Linked DNA regions of Mus musculus: all the other regions are linked to region 1. A link is a contact called in public HiChIP or PLAC-seq data. All regions are on one chromosome and are shown on one strand. The core of a region is the stretch at or near the end of the contact, and the rest is flanking DNA. Distances in the headings are between cores, read along the strand shown.

Region 1 (4,469 bases), core at 58-2,557:
ACAACTAGCAGGCAGTGTCACTGAAGAGTCTCTGTTGTCCCAGCAACCCCTTACATCACCCACTACCTTGAAGAGGGCCTTCTAGAATCTTCCGAATCTCACGTCTGCCCCCCTCTTCAGTTTACAGCAAACAGCTACACAGTAGCAGTGAATGATCAGAATCCAGGGGTACCTCATTGTGTTAGTGTATTAATTCAAGAATCTTTTGATTATCAGTGAGATAAATTCCACTCAGGTTGGGTATGGCAAGATATGAACTTCATGGGAAGGCATCAAAACTAGAAACCCAGGAAGCAGAAGCTGGGATGTTAGTCAGCCATTTGTCTTTGAGCTCCTGTGTGTCAGTATCATTTTTTCTCCTAGTACATAGACTTGGCTTCTTCCACTTGACAGGAAATATGATTGCTGCAGCCATAGTTTGAACTGTGACTTACCTGGAATGGGGCTCCTTCTTAGTTATATACACAGAGAGAGAAATGGGGGGGGGGGAGGAGAGGGAGAAACACATATACATAAATAAAAAATAAAATCTTAAAGAAAGCTGGCTGGTGGTGATGGGACATGCCTTTAATCCCAGCACTTGGGAGGCAGAAGCAGGCAGATCTCCCTGTGCAACTGGAAACCAGCCTGGTCTACATAGTGCTTTCCAGGGTAGCCAGGGCTACATAATGAGTCTCTGTTTCAAAACAACAAACAATAAAATCCTCATAGCATTTAATCAAATAGGTACAGTACAGTGAAGGGGTCTTTTTAAAAAACAGATCTAGGGGCTGGTGAGATGGCTCAGTGGGTAAGAGCACCCGACTGCTCTTCCGAAGGTCCAAAGTTCAAATCCCAGCAACCACATGGTGGCTCACAACCACCCGTAATGAGATCTGATGTCCTCTTCTGGAGTGTCTGAAGACAGCTACAGTGTACTTACATATAATAAATAAATAATAAGTAAAAAACAGATCTAGAAGCCAGAAAGGTGCTCAAAGATCCTAAAATAGAGTAAGTGGGGATGAACTGAAAATTCTCGGCAGAAAAGGTGCCGAGCTGGAGCACAGAAAGGACCACAGCGGGTCCAGACCCGCACCACGGCCTCGCCAATTGCCGAGCCCCTGGGAAACCCAGGAAGGAGGCATTTCGTCGCCATGTCTGCAGCAAGGAGAACCAATGGATCCGTGGCGCCTCGCCAGGGTGGTTAGGAGATGACACCGGACCTACAAGGCTCTCGGGTCAAGCTGCGGGAGGAGGCAGTTCCTGCGCGGAGAACCGAACCGGCCCACGTGGGTCAGACCGCTCCGCCCAGCCGCGCAGACGCTGCTGGACTCCGCAGCCCGGGCTGGGGCTAGGGCCGCTGTGCCTGGACCAAGCAGCCGCGTCACCACGCGTGCACGCGCAGGTCCAGGAATCCCCCACCCTGCAGCGAGCAGGACCCGAGGGACCGTAGCAAGCCCCGCAGGAGCGGGCGCCTCTAGGCCGTGAGTCCGGGCCCTGATGGAGGGCTTGGGGCCCAGCCGCCGGAAAGCGGGTTAGGGAGCTGCCTCTGCAGAGATTAGGGTCGCAGAGCTCGGACCACTGCCAAGTCCGCCAATCCCCGTGCTACAGCCGCTCCCATGCCCCCATACTGTGGGTTAACTTGGGAAAATCCTGATCTTAGGATGTCTGCACTCATTTCACTGACTTTTTGAACCTGGATCCTTAGCCCCGCCCCACCCCAGCTTCCTTTGTGGCCAGATTTAGGACAAATTTTAAGAGAGGGAGAGGGAAAGAGAGTTGGAGGGGTGGGGTGGTGGTGGTGGTGGTGGTGGTGGTGGTGGTGGTGGTGGTGGTGGTGGTGGTGGTGGTGTCTTCAGGCCTTTTCTCACAAGCCAAAGGAGTGAAACATCTGTCCCAACCTCAGTCTCTCTTCATGACTTCTGCCCATTGCTGGGTGTGGGGAGGGTCGCTGCCACCCTATAGGGGAACCTTCTTAGTAGCTGCTTGATTGACTTAATAGTATGTCTCACTCACGAGGCCTCAGTTCTTCAAGTCATACAAATGTGGTCAGTAGCCGGGCATGGTGGCGCACGCCTTTGATCCCAGCACTCGGAAGGCAGAAGCAGGTGGATTTCTGAGTTTTCCAGACAGGGTTTCTCTGTGTAGCTCTTGCTATCCTGGAACTCGCTCTGTAGACCAGGGTGGTCTCAATCTCATGAGATCCGCCTGCCTCTGCCTCCCAAGCGCTGAGATTAAAGGCGTGCGCCGCCACCACTTAGCTTTTGTTCCTATTTCATAACTGTAATTTTGCTACTGTTATGAGACATCATGGAAATGTTTGTGGTTTTCTGTGGACTTATGAAATATACCTGTCTATATCTATACATCTGTATAGATGTAGACATATGTTCCTTTTACAAGTATTATTTGTTATTTAACAGGACATCTTTTTTAAAAAAAAATATTAGCATATCTGTGTGTGTGCATGTGTATGTATGCATGCATGCATGTGGGTGAACAGAGAGGCTGGGGGGTGGGGGCTGGTGTGAAGCCAGCGATGCCTACAGTTGTAAACCATCTGACTTGGGAACATGGGTCCTCTGGAAGAGCAACCAGTGCTCTTAACTGCTGAGCCATATCTCCAGCTCCTAAATTTATATTTTTAATTGAACGAGGGTCAGTGGAAAGGCTGTGGCAATCACCCAGGTCAAAATGACCAGGGCCAAAGGAGAGTTTGTCAAAATGTGGACAGTGAGGTGGGCATGGGAGGAGGGTCAGTAATCCAGGGTGCTCCTAGGCATGGCTAGATAGACTTGTCTTCAGATGGCAGAGCTGTCCTGCCCAAGGACCCTGGAAGGAGAGCTGTCAGGATGTGTAGATCTGAAGAACTGGTGGTAGGTCATAGGGTTGAGTAGGGGTTGAATCTGGGCTGGACACAGATCTGAGAGTCACCTACACAGGATGGTTCTTGAAGCTATAACAGGATGAAGTGACCTTGGGAGAAGTTTGTAGAGTGAAGAGATGGTGAGCCTTAGAGGGAAAACCCTGGGAGGGAGACAGACCAAATAATCAGAGAGAAGGGAGGGACACCATTGCAAGGTTCTTGGGCTCTAGGTTGCCATTCTATCCTGTCCTGCTCTGTCTCATTCTCCTTCTCCTTCCCAGTCCAGATGTTCGCTGCCATCCAGCCAGGACTAGCAGAGGGGGCCCAGTACCCAGGGAGCCTGCCTCCTGGAGTATGCCAACCAGACCTCCAACCAGACAATAACTCCAACTTTGTGGAGAGTGCTAAGGATGCCAATAAGAACTGGCATGGTGTGCCAGGCAAAGTGGATCCTATTCTGATAAGGAGCTCCTCTGAGTCACCCTCTGATAACCAGGTCTTCCAAGCCACCAGGCTCCCTGAGGCCGGAGTCCGCAGTCCCCCGGAGGGTGCGGAGATCCCTGGTGCTGAGCCAGAGAAGTTGAGCGGTGCCAGCAGTGTCTGCTCTCCTCTGGAGGACATTGGCTATGCCAGCAGTTCCTTGAGCATCGACAGCTTCAGCAGCAGTCCAGAACCTGTCTGCGATACCCCTCGAGGTCCGAGCCCTCTGGATCCCCTTCTGCCCTCCGTGGCCCAGGCCGTGCAGCAGCTGCAGGCTCAGGAGCGCTACAAAGAACAGGAGAAGGAGAAACACCACGCGCATTTGGTGATGTATCGGCGCTTGGCGCTGCTCCAGTGGATCCGGGCTCTGCAGCACCAGTTGGTCGACCAGCAGGCCCGACTGCAAGAGAGCTTTGACACCATCCTGGACAACCGGAAGGAGCTTATCCGCTGTCTGCAACAGAGGGAAGCACCTTGCAGGCACCAGGACCAGGGCTAAGGGTGTGCACAAGTGTGTGTGCACAAGTGTGTGTGTGCACAAGTGTGTGCATTTGCAGGCTTTTGAGTGGTTATACACAAGGAAGGATGTGAGTATTAGCTGGCATGTATGCAAGTAAGCATAAGTGAATATCTATATGCTAACATGTAAGCAGGTATGTAAGGCATGTGTGTTTATGTATGCATGTGTGGCTAGGTACCCAGGAATGTGTATATATATTCCTGAATGTAGAGACAAAAGATATATATGCATGTGTATCAGTTTATATGTACAGGCTTGTGTTGGGTGTGTGTTGAGACTTACACGTTCCAGTGCTGGCATAAGAAACATGTGCTAGGAATGTGTGTGTTTGCAGAGACTTAAGGGCAGGTGTGTGTAAATGTATGTTCAATTGCACCTGCAGGGCGTCCACCCATCTCCTGTGTTCCCAAAGTCTACCCCAGCCTTATATTCTACTGAGTCTCACCTCCCAGCTTCCTAGAGATAGAAGCCTCTCCCACTGTCATAGATCTGAGGGCTGTGGCCTGTTCTCCTGTTCTGAGGGCTGTGGCTGACCTGTTCTCCTGCAGTTTCCCAGGCTACCTTTCCTATCCCTTCCCCTCCAACCTTGCTCTAAGACCACTGTCCCTAATGTTGGCTTGT
Region 2 (3,985 bases), core at 570-3,069, 170 kb after region 1:
TGCACACTGACATTTCTCACAAGGTGCTTTCCAAATAACATGGTGGATTTTACTGCTGTTCCTTCTGTGAAGGTTAAAGGGTGGAAGCTCAGCCTCTCGGCTCAGGAAGGCAGACCTAGAACAGGATTATCTACCCAGGATGGACAAGACAGAAGCAAAACTTTTCTTGTCTGTGCCTAGAGCTTTTCTCTGACAAGTGTTCTCTCCATTCCTTTCCCTTCCCGAGCTGCTTTGATTGAGCTGTTTTGCCTCCACCCTTCCGTACTTCTGTGGGAAGTACTTGCAGCATGGCTGCCTCCATCAGTGGGGAAGAAACGGTAGAGGGTGGAAGCCCCTGTATTCCGCAGGCTCCTAGAGGTTGTCATGTGTCAGAGACAGACACACATGACATGTTTTGATGCCCTGCCTAGAATCAATCTTGGAATTACTTTCTTTTGACTAAACCCAGAAACAATGTCATTTCATAGAGACAGCAATCTCTTTGTGTTTGGAGAGAGTCCAGAATAGGTAATTAGTGGTCAGGAGCCTTGACCAACTCATCCAGATTTTAAATTTGTCAGTAGACTGCATAAATTATGAAATGTGAAAATGTGAAAGTATAGGGTAAAGAACAATGTATCAAAATATATGTCATGAAAGTAAAGCCAGTTGAAGCTGCATGTCTGTACTGGGTAAGAGGACAAAAATGTCTGCACGCCATAGCGCTGCACTTTTCTAGTATTAGTAACCCTTGGCGCTTTAGGGGTGTTTGTCATAGTTGGAGGCTTCAATTATGCTAATTTTTTCAAGTACTGGGAATTGAATTCACAGTCTTTAGCATATTAGGCAAGTACTCTATTACAGAAATACAGTCCTGTGTCCCTACCAGCTGCATTTTTAATAAGTTCCCTAAGATATTTATTGTTTTGTTTTAAGGTTTGTTTATTATAAATAAGTATACTATTACTGTCTTCAGACACACCAGAAGAGGGCGTCAGATCTCAATACGGGTGGTTGTGAGCCACTATGTGGTTGCTGGGAATTGAACTCAGGACCTTTGGAAGAGCAGTCAGTGCTCCTACCCGCTGAGCCATCTCGCCAGCCCATATTTATTGTTTTTAATTTTATTTTTTGTGTGGGATGTGTATATATGTGCACATGGGTATATATGCATGTGTGCTTATGCAGGTAAAGGCCAGAAGTTGATGCTGAGTGTCTTTTTAACCCTCTCTACATATTTATTTATACATTTTTAGATAAGGTCATCACTATATAGCCTGGAAATCACTATGTGGACCAGGAGTACAAACTCACAGAGATCTGCTCCCTCTGCCTCCTGAGTGCGACCACGCCTGGCCTTACCTATGTTTTGTGAGAATGAAACTTTCACTAAACCAGAACATGAGTTAGTTAGACCAGGCGGGCTGGCCAGAGAGCTTCAGGGATGCTCATGACTCTCTACCAGCCCCCCCTTCAGACCTGGGGTTCCAGGCCCAGCTACTGCCCCTGGCTTTTCTCATGGGGCTCTGAACTCAGGTCTTCAGGCTTGTGCAGTAGGCATCTTACCAAGTGAGCTACCCTTCCAGCCTTCTTTAAGATATGCCATCCAGATAGTGACAACCAATAGCTAGGCGTTATTACATACTGTAAATACTTTTCAGGTCAATAGATACTATACCAGGCTAAAATCAACCTAGTTCCTACCATTAGAGTTCACAGTATGGAGCAGGGAAGAGGGAGAAAGGATGGACACATGACACAGTCTAAGATGTGCCATGGGAGCACAAAGAATAGGGCAGAGAGGAGCCCAGCCCTCTCCATCGCAGGCGGCTGGTGAGACTCGGGCTATTTTGATTCCTTTGAACCCCCCTCTCCTGGATTCCTCTGAAGTGGTTTCAGTCTGCCCGGCTCAGATTTTCACTTCTTTATGTCAGAGGAAGCTATGGAGGGAGAATACTGCAGCTCTGTAGCGTCTAGAGAGTCAGAGCCCTGAGAACATTATTTTTGTACAGATACAGATTGGCTTTGATTTAATTTAAATAAACTGGCTCTCAGCAGTTCTAAGAATACTAACTACTCACACGGCTCCGCTTTCATTTACACACAGATGAGGAAGCATCTGCAGCCCTCCGTTTTATTTGCTATAAGCAAAAAAGTGCTTTGAGATATTTAAGTTTTGGAAGCTCAGTTGTGTCGAGTCCTCATATGTCCCAGTTCAGCCTGCTGCAGATGTTTTTTTTTTTTTTAATTATTTTTTTATGACACTTACATAATGCTACAGAAGGGAGGCTTTCAATGGATAAAGTGACAAACTTTTCCTCTATTTGCCATATCTGCTGAAATAACGTTTTACAGCTAGCTGTATTTTTCTTTGTTTCCTTTCATGCTCATTGCTAATTTATTTAATCTGTACGACTTTGCTGTAGCTTTCTAAATGACCTTTTCTTTAGAAACAAGAAAACAAACCAGGGGTGGGGGGAAAAGCCTTCTCCAAAACAAAACAGGGCTCTGATTCAAGGTTCTTTGTGTGGGTTTCAGAAGGAGGTTGGTGTGATTGTAGTTGAATGCAAATAATTTATCAGCTCATAATAACTGCAGTCAGAGACGGCAATCAACTGCAGCTTCCTAACAATAACAGGGACGAGGGGGCCGCGCCGCGCAGGGACTGCTAGCTCCTGGCTTCAGAGCTAGGTACTTTTTATTTTTTACATTTTCTTTCCTTCCCAGAGCCCACACTTTTATATACAAATCAAAGCTTATCTGTTATCATTTGATACCTGTGCTTTTGCAATACAAAGACAGCCTTCCATGGAGAGGTGTGGGCTCCTCTCACGCTGAGGTTTGGAGGCGTGCTCTCCTTGCTGACAGCATTCTCTAGAGTCTTTTAGTCATAAGGTGGTGGGAGAAAAAGCAAATCAGGATTCTGAGTACATCACATGCAGCAACGTAACCCCCCTAGTTACAGGGTTGTTGGTTGTTTTTCTTTTTTTTTAAAGTACACGTTTTAATCATTTGCCTTCAATCTGCCTTGAAATATTATAAAGGCCTTAATGACTGGATTGTTTCTGAGCAGGTGACTTTATGGTAAGAGAGCTATTTTCAGCCATACCAGTGATTTGATTAACACTTGGTTGTGAAAAATGCCTCTGGGCTAAACCTTGACAGATGGGCCTTTGAAACGTCATGACAACTATATCCAATTAATGCAAACTTTTCATTTATTAGTAAGGAGCAGGCAGGAGCTGGAGGCCTCAGAATTAAAACCCAGATAGAATGCTTTCCATGTTTTCTCATAGGTGGCCAGAGCTTTGAGATGTTTAAAATGTGTCTTTTTCAGCCAAGGGCAGGGGAGTGGAGCAGGTATTTGCAGCAATGGGCGGGTGTGTGTGTGTGTGTGTGTGTGTGTGTGTGTGTGTGTGTCTGTGTCTGTGTCTGTGTGTGTGTCTGTGTGCTCTCTCTGCCTGGATAGACTAAGAAGCTGCTCTCCACTGTGGACTTTGTTCAGAAGTTTCCATGGTGAAAACCTCTCTCATCTTGAAGTGAAATGGAGTGGTCTGAAATAGGCAGCTCTAGGATCTGAGACTTGGTTGGTCCTTTCATAAAGATTGCATTGTGCTTTGAAAGAACTTTCCAGCTTAGGGTCTTGACAGGAAAGCCTATTTCCTAGCTGGCTCAATACTCAGTGGTCCCTTTGGCCACTGAGCATTTTCTTCAGGTTCGCTCTGCACACTCATCATGCTTCTGCGTGAGTGCATTCCTCAGTTCCCCTCCCTCCTCCTCTTCCGTGTGAGGTCGGGTCTAGCCTTGGTCCTCCTGAGTGTCAGTCTCATGAGGGCTGAGATGGCAGGCAGCCTTACCATACCTAACTTAACTGATTTCCAAGGAGACTTCTCGGCATGGGAATCTCACTCCAATGACTAAAACGCAAGTGATTTATTTAACCATTGAATGAACTTAAAAACTAAGGGAAATCTACGGATGTTTACAGAGTGTCAAGCATCTTACT
Region 3 (4,318 bases), core at 1,736-4,235, 190 kb after region 1:
TGTCCAGGCCCTTCTGGCTTTTAGAGTCTCTGTTGAGAAGTCAAATGTAATTCAAATAGGTCTGCCTTTTTATGTCAATTTTCTTGCCTTTTTCCAGAAGACACTATTTCTTTACAATTATCCACTACATCTGGCTCTTATATTCTTTTTTCTCCCTTTTCTTTTGGAGGACAGGGTGTAGTATATATGTTCCATTTAAGGCTGAACATTCTACATTTCTTATTCTCTGCATCTAGTTGTGAATTTCAATGTTAATTATCATCTACTGCACTTAGAAACTTCTCTAATGGGGATGAGAACTGCAGTGACTAAGGGTATAGTGTAAGTCATTAGGAGTCAGTTCAATGTTGTGTCCATGTAGCAGAAAAATACCAGTAGGTTCTCCTCTAGAGCCTATGACCTGTCTACCTAAGGTTCTCGGGCTAACAATGGTACCAGATAGGTTTCATCTTGTGGACTTTTCTTATTTATTTATTTATTTATTTATTTATTTATTTGTTTAGGATTGCGATGACTGGCTAGATTGGAACAGGAAAAAATATATAGAGCTCCATAAAGTAGGCTCTTCAGGCTAGAGAGGTGCTTTGCTATGTAAATATGTAATATGTAAAAGGTAGAGAGAGATCAACAAGAATCCCCTAAGACGTGGGCCCCCCAGGCTTTGCCATCTGTCAGCATCACCTGAAGCCTGTGTTCAAAGCGATCTCTAGGCCCCAGGTCCAGGGTCGAAGAGTCCACAGGTTTAGAGTGGGGCCTCAGAATTTGATTTTCTAAGTTCCCAGAGATGACCAGTGCTCTGGTCCAGGGGCCATACGTTAGAGCCGCTGCTTTATAGGATGGGTAGGAGTGGGAGGGACATTGGGATTGTCCTTAATCATGGGATCAGCCATGAGCAGGATCCACTCTTCATTGTAATATGGAAGAAGGATTTCATGGATATCTAACATGGGTATTTATAAGTTTGCTAAAAGTGATTCTTAAGTCATTTCTTGGTTCTTCTGAAGTGTGGTAGATTATTTATAGGAAATAGAAGTAGGATGGGGACAGGTAGACAACAGACAGGCAGATTATAAGGGTTGGGGAGAGTGGTAAGGGTCTGAAATAGCCTTAGAGACAGATAGAAGATGGCAAACTAGGTAAGGAAATAGGAATCCTTTTAGGTAGCCTTGAGGCCGGAGACTGTGAACATACAACAGTGTGCGCATCTCTCCAGTTACGCGAGTCTTCTCTGTAGCCCCCAGCAACCCTGCCAGGAAAAGCCTGGTGGCTTGACTCATCCAAGTTAGGAAATTTGCTAGGTGGTTTGTGCAGAAGGAAATTGGGGCATGGAAATTAAAGTTTTCAAGAGAGTGTATGACAGACTACAGAAGATTTGAAGGGAAGCAAAGACAGGAGGGGCTGACAGTTAAATGGAGAGACTTGTCGTTTAGAGATTGCTGTGATCGACACAGATATCGAGGGAACAGGGTGACGATGGGAAGGGCAGGAGGCCATATGCAGAAAGTAGGATGCTTGAATTTAGGTTGTGAGGTTGTAGTTCTGAGAGTAACAGTGTCGGAAGAATGGCTGTGGAAGACATGGCTGAAGTAGAGTGGAGGGGTTTATTGGTGACGAGGAGGTGAAAGAGCTCAGGAAGCCGTGAAGGACTGTTAGTGAGTTGTCCTTGTGGGAGCCGAAATGGTCTTTAACATGGTGGCGTCAACAGCAACAGCCAAGGGTAACTGAACAAGTCTATACAGTACTGCCAGTATCCCTGTTAGAGAAGAAACAAAGGGGGAAGACTAGACACCCAGCTAGTCTAGGACCAGTGTGTATTCCATCTGTAGTCTCTTCTTGAAACCCTCTTACTCCTTAGGTGGGACTTGGGATGAGAAGGGAGTTTGAGAGCCAGCCATTGTAGAGAGGAGGAGTGCTGAGTGCACCGGGATAGGATGGAAATGAGTCCAGCACGTTGGTGGGGACGTGTGCTTACAGGAATGTGTCAGCTGGAGGCTTCTTCTCCTTGTTTACCTGTGGCAGAGGCACACAGTTTGCTGGTACTGCACAGGATTCCAGAGCTCTGGAGGAGGACTGCTGCACATGAACTTGGGAGTAGGAATAGGGCTTTGCTGCAGGTACTGCAAGCAGTCTTCCCAGCCATGAAGCTGTTAGACCCTCCCTCCACGCTGTTCTTAGGGGCTTAATGCTCACCCCTCAGGCCATGGGAAGCTCTGCGAGTTGGTAAGTTGTGCATTTCAAGTATTTAACCAGCAGGCGTTTCTTTGAGGAGACAATTTCAGAGTTCAAACTCCTGTGTAATCAACAGGGAAAGGTAGAAGACTATATCTGCACTAAGTAGTTCTCATCCTCGTCAGTGAGGACTGGCCAGCGCCACTGTTTCTCGTTTATTCTGTTTTCTCGGGTAGGCCAAGTAACTCTGCATCCGAAGTTGGGCAGAGCTGTAGCCTGCATTACTCTGCTCTTTCCTGAAATGTCTGCAGCACTGTACAGTCCCTGTCTTGTCACAGTGAATTGTTCTTTCTTTTGGATACACAGATCATGATCCCCAGAGCAGTTTGCATTTGAAGTGGGGAGTGTCTTTATTCCCTTCCCACTACTTAAAAGAGGGAAAAGTTAGTCTTGTTTGGCTTGAGCACTGTACTTTTTGTGTCAAGAGCCTTTGAATTGCTGCTGAAGGGACAAGGAGGCTGGTTAATTGGGTCCTGGAACAGGCACTGGGCATGTGGTTTAGCCCCAGGCAATGAGCTGCTGCCAGTCTGCTTTGTGCAGGAGGCCAGGAAGGAAGGCCCACATGGATGACAGTGGCTCAGGTGCTGTCTCCACCAGGAGCATCCCCATTCCAGCCACTGACCGCAGCTTCCACCGCCTTTCCTCTGCACAGCTGACTGCAGCTTGCTTTCCCGAGAACTCCTGTGCTGACTCTGTAGAGCCTGAGCTCACCTCTTATCAGAAGATAAGGCATGGGGTGTGGGCAGCGGGGAGGAGCTTACATAACAGCCAAGGACGCGCTCAGCTCCAGCAATTGAGGTGTTCTTTGTTGTTAGCCATGCCCCGCCCCAGCTCACCAGGCTTCTCTGCCTGCTTGCTTTTGGTTTGTATTTTTAAATTTCCTCTAAACCCTTCCGGCATGTGAAACTATTGCCAAGAGTTCATTTGTTCTTCTGGTTATTACTCTGACAAATTTGGAATCCCTTGGGGCCTAGCTTTTTTTTCAAATTCTAATTCTTAGTTACCTAACAGACAAGCTAACAGTCTTTGCCATTTTTTTTCTTTTATAGCCCTAGGTCTGCTTCCAGGCATCTGCCTTGGATAGTTTGTGTGGGTCTCTCGCTCCTTCTGACTTTGACTCTCCTTGTACTTAGCATATATACCACTAAGCATCTCCTGTCTCCATTGTAATCTTACACAAATGGCTTATTACATCATGAGAAAAATTGGGCAGCCTGTTCTCTTGTTTTGTGGCATGACAGAAGTCCCTGAAGCCCAGCTTCCTTTCTCAAAGCCTTAATTTCTGAGCTATAACACCTTCCATTTCCCTTTATCTCACAACTGCCCAGTTGCCCATGTATTGTCGTAAGTACATCTTTAATAGTCTGCTTTACCGTATGCAGCCAGTGAGACCGTGGTAGCCTCTTTGTCTTGGTTCGTTTGGACTGCCATAACAATACACCATGAGCAAGGAGACGTAGGAACAACAGAATCCTCCTCCTCACAGTTGCAGAGGTGGGGAAGTTCAAGACGAAGGCTTCTGCAGAGATGCAGGGAGGAGCTGCACCTGCTCCCCTCACATGGTGGGAAAGATAAACAGACTCCGCCAGCCTGTTTTAGAGGGGTAGCCCTCACCCCCAACGGCCTCATGTCCTCAGTACCATCCTGGAGGGTTAGAATTTCAGTATACAGTTGGGAGTGCACAGCATCCATACAGTTGGGAGTGCACAGCACCTATACAGTTGGGTGTGCACAGCATCCATACAGTTGGGAGTGCACAGCATCCATACAGTTGGGAGTGCACAGCATCCATACAGTTGGGTGTGCACAGCATCCATACAGTTGGGTGTGCACAGAATCCATACAGTTGGGAGTGTGCACAGCATCCATACAGTTGGGTGTGCACAGCATCCATACAGTTGGGTGTGCACAGCATCCATACAGTTGGGAGTGTGCACAGCATCCATACAGTTGGGTGTGCACAGAATCCATACAGTTGGGAGTGTGCACAGCATCCATACAGTTGGGTGTGCACAGCATCCATACAGTTGGGAGTGCACAGCATCCATACAGTTGGGAGTACACAGCATCCATACAGTTGGGAGTGCAC

What was found. HiChIP or PLAC-seq counts read pairs in DNA pulled down with a chosen protein or histone mark.
Region 2: an H3K4me3 HiChIP or PLAC-seq map of embryonic forebrain shows a contact between it and region 1, with 4 times the contacts expected there. The contact joins the enhancer-like site here to the promoter of 5730409E04Rik in region 1. A contact is called at or near these places in 6 of 39 promoter capture datasets (embryonic stem cells, hippocampal neurons, liver and 2 more), 1 of 484 Hi-C or Micro-C datasets (bone marrow-derived macrophages), 7 of 115 datasets of contacts at active chromatin or transcription factors (bone marrow-derived macrophages, embryonic basal ganglia, embryonic forebrain and 3 more) and 3 of 9 other capture datasets (adipose tissue, liver and pancreatic islet).
Region 3: an H3K4me3 HiChIP or PLAC-seq map of forebrain shows a contact between it and region 1, with 2.6 times the contacts expected there. The contact joins the enhancer-like site here to the promoter of 5730409E04Rik in region 1. A contact is called at or near these places in 5 of 39 promoter capture datasets (embryonic stem cells, hippocampal neurons, liver and 1 more), 1 of 484 Hi-C or Micro-C datasets (bone marrow-derived macrophages), 7 of 115 datasets of contacts at active chromatin or transcription factors (bone marrow-derived macrophages, embryonic basal ganglia, embryonic forebrain and 3 more) and 4 of 9 other capture datasets (adipose tissue, embryonic stem cells, liver and 1 more).

The regions. Positions count from the first base shown.
Region 1 is chr4:126,608,547-126,613,015 of GRCm38.p6, forward strand. It overlaps 5730409E04Rik (RIKEN cDNA 5730409E04Rik gene), which reads left to right and starts at 1,308. Exons shown (of 2, transcript NM_001145950.1): 1 at 1,308-1,466; 2 at 3,130-4,469. The coding sequence starts at 3,135. The coding sequence ends at 3,827.
Region 2 is chr4:126,777,457-126,781,441 of GRCm38.p6, forward strand. All of the region lies in intron 2 of AU040320 (expressed sequence AU040320), which reads left to right. Among named protein-coding and RNA genes, the nearest start is that of AU040320, 26 kb to the left of the region's middle. Within about 2 kb of position 1,820, at least 49 of the 459 cell types and tissues checked have an H3K27ac peak or open chromatin away from gene starts, as enhancers often do. A contact at or near this core is called in embryonic forebrain and forebrain, where this site is marked.
Region 3 is chr4:126,800,741-126,805,058 of GRCm38.p6, forward strand. The region is part of intron 3 of AU040320 (expressed sequence AU040320); the gene reads left to right. Among named protein-coding and RNA genes, the nearest start is that of Gm24161, 15 kb to the right of the region's middle. Within about 2 kb of position 2,986, at least 71 of the 459 cell types and tissues checked have an H3K27ac peak or open chromatin away from gene starts, as enhancers often do. A contact at or near this core is called in forebrain, where this site is marked.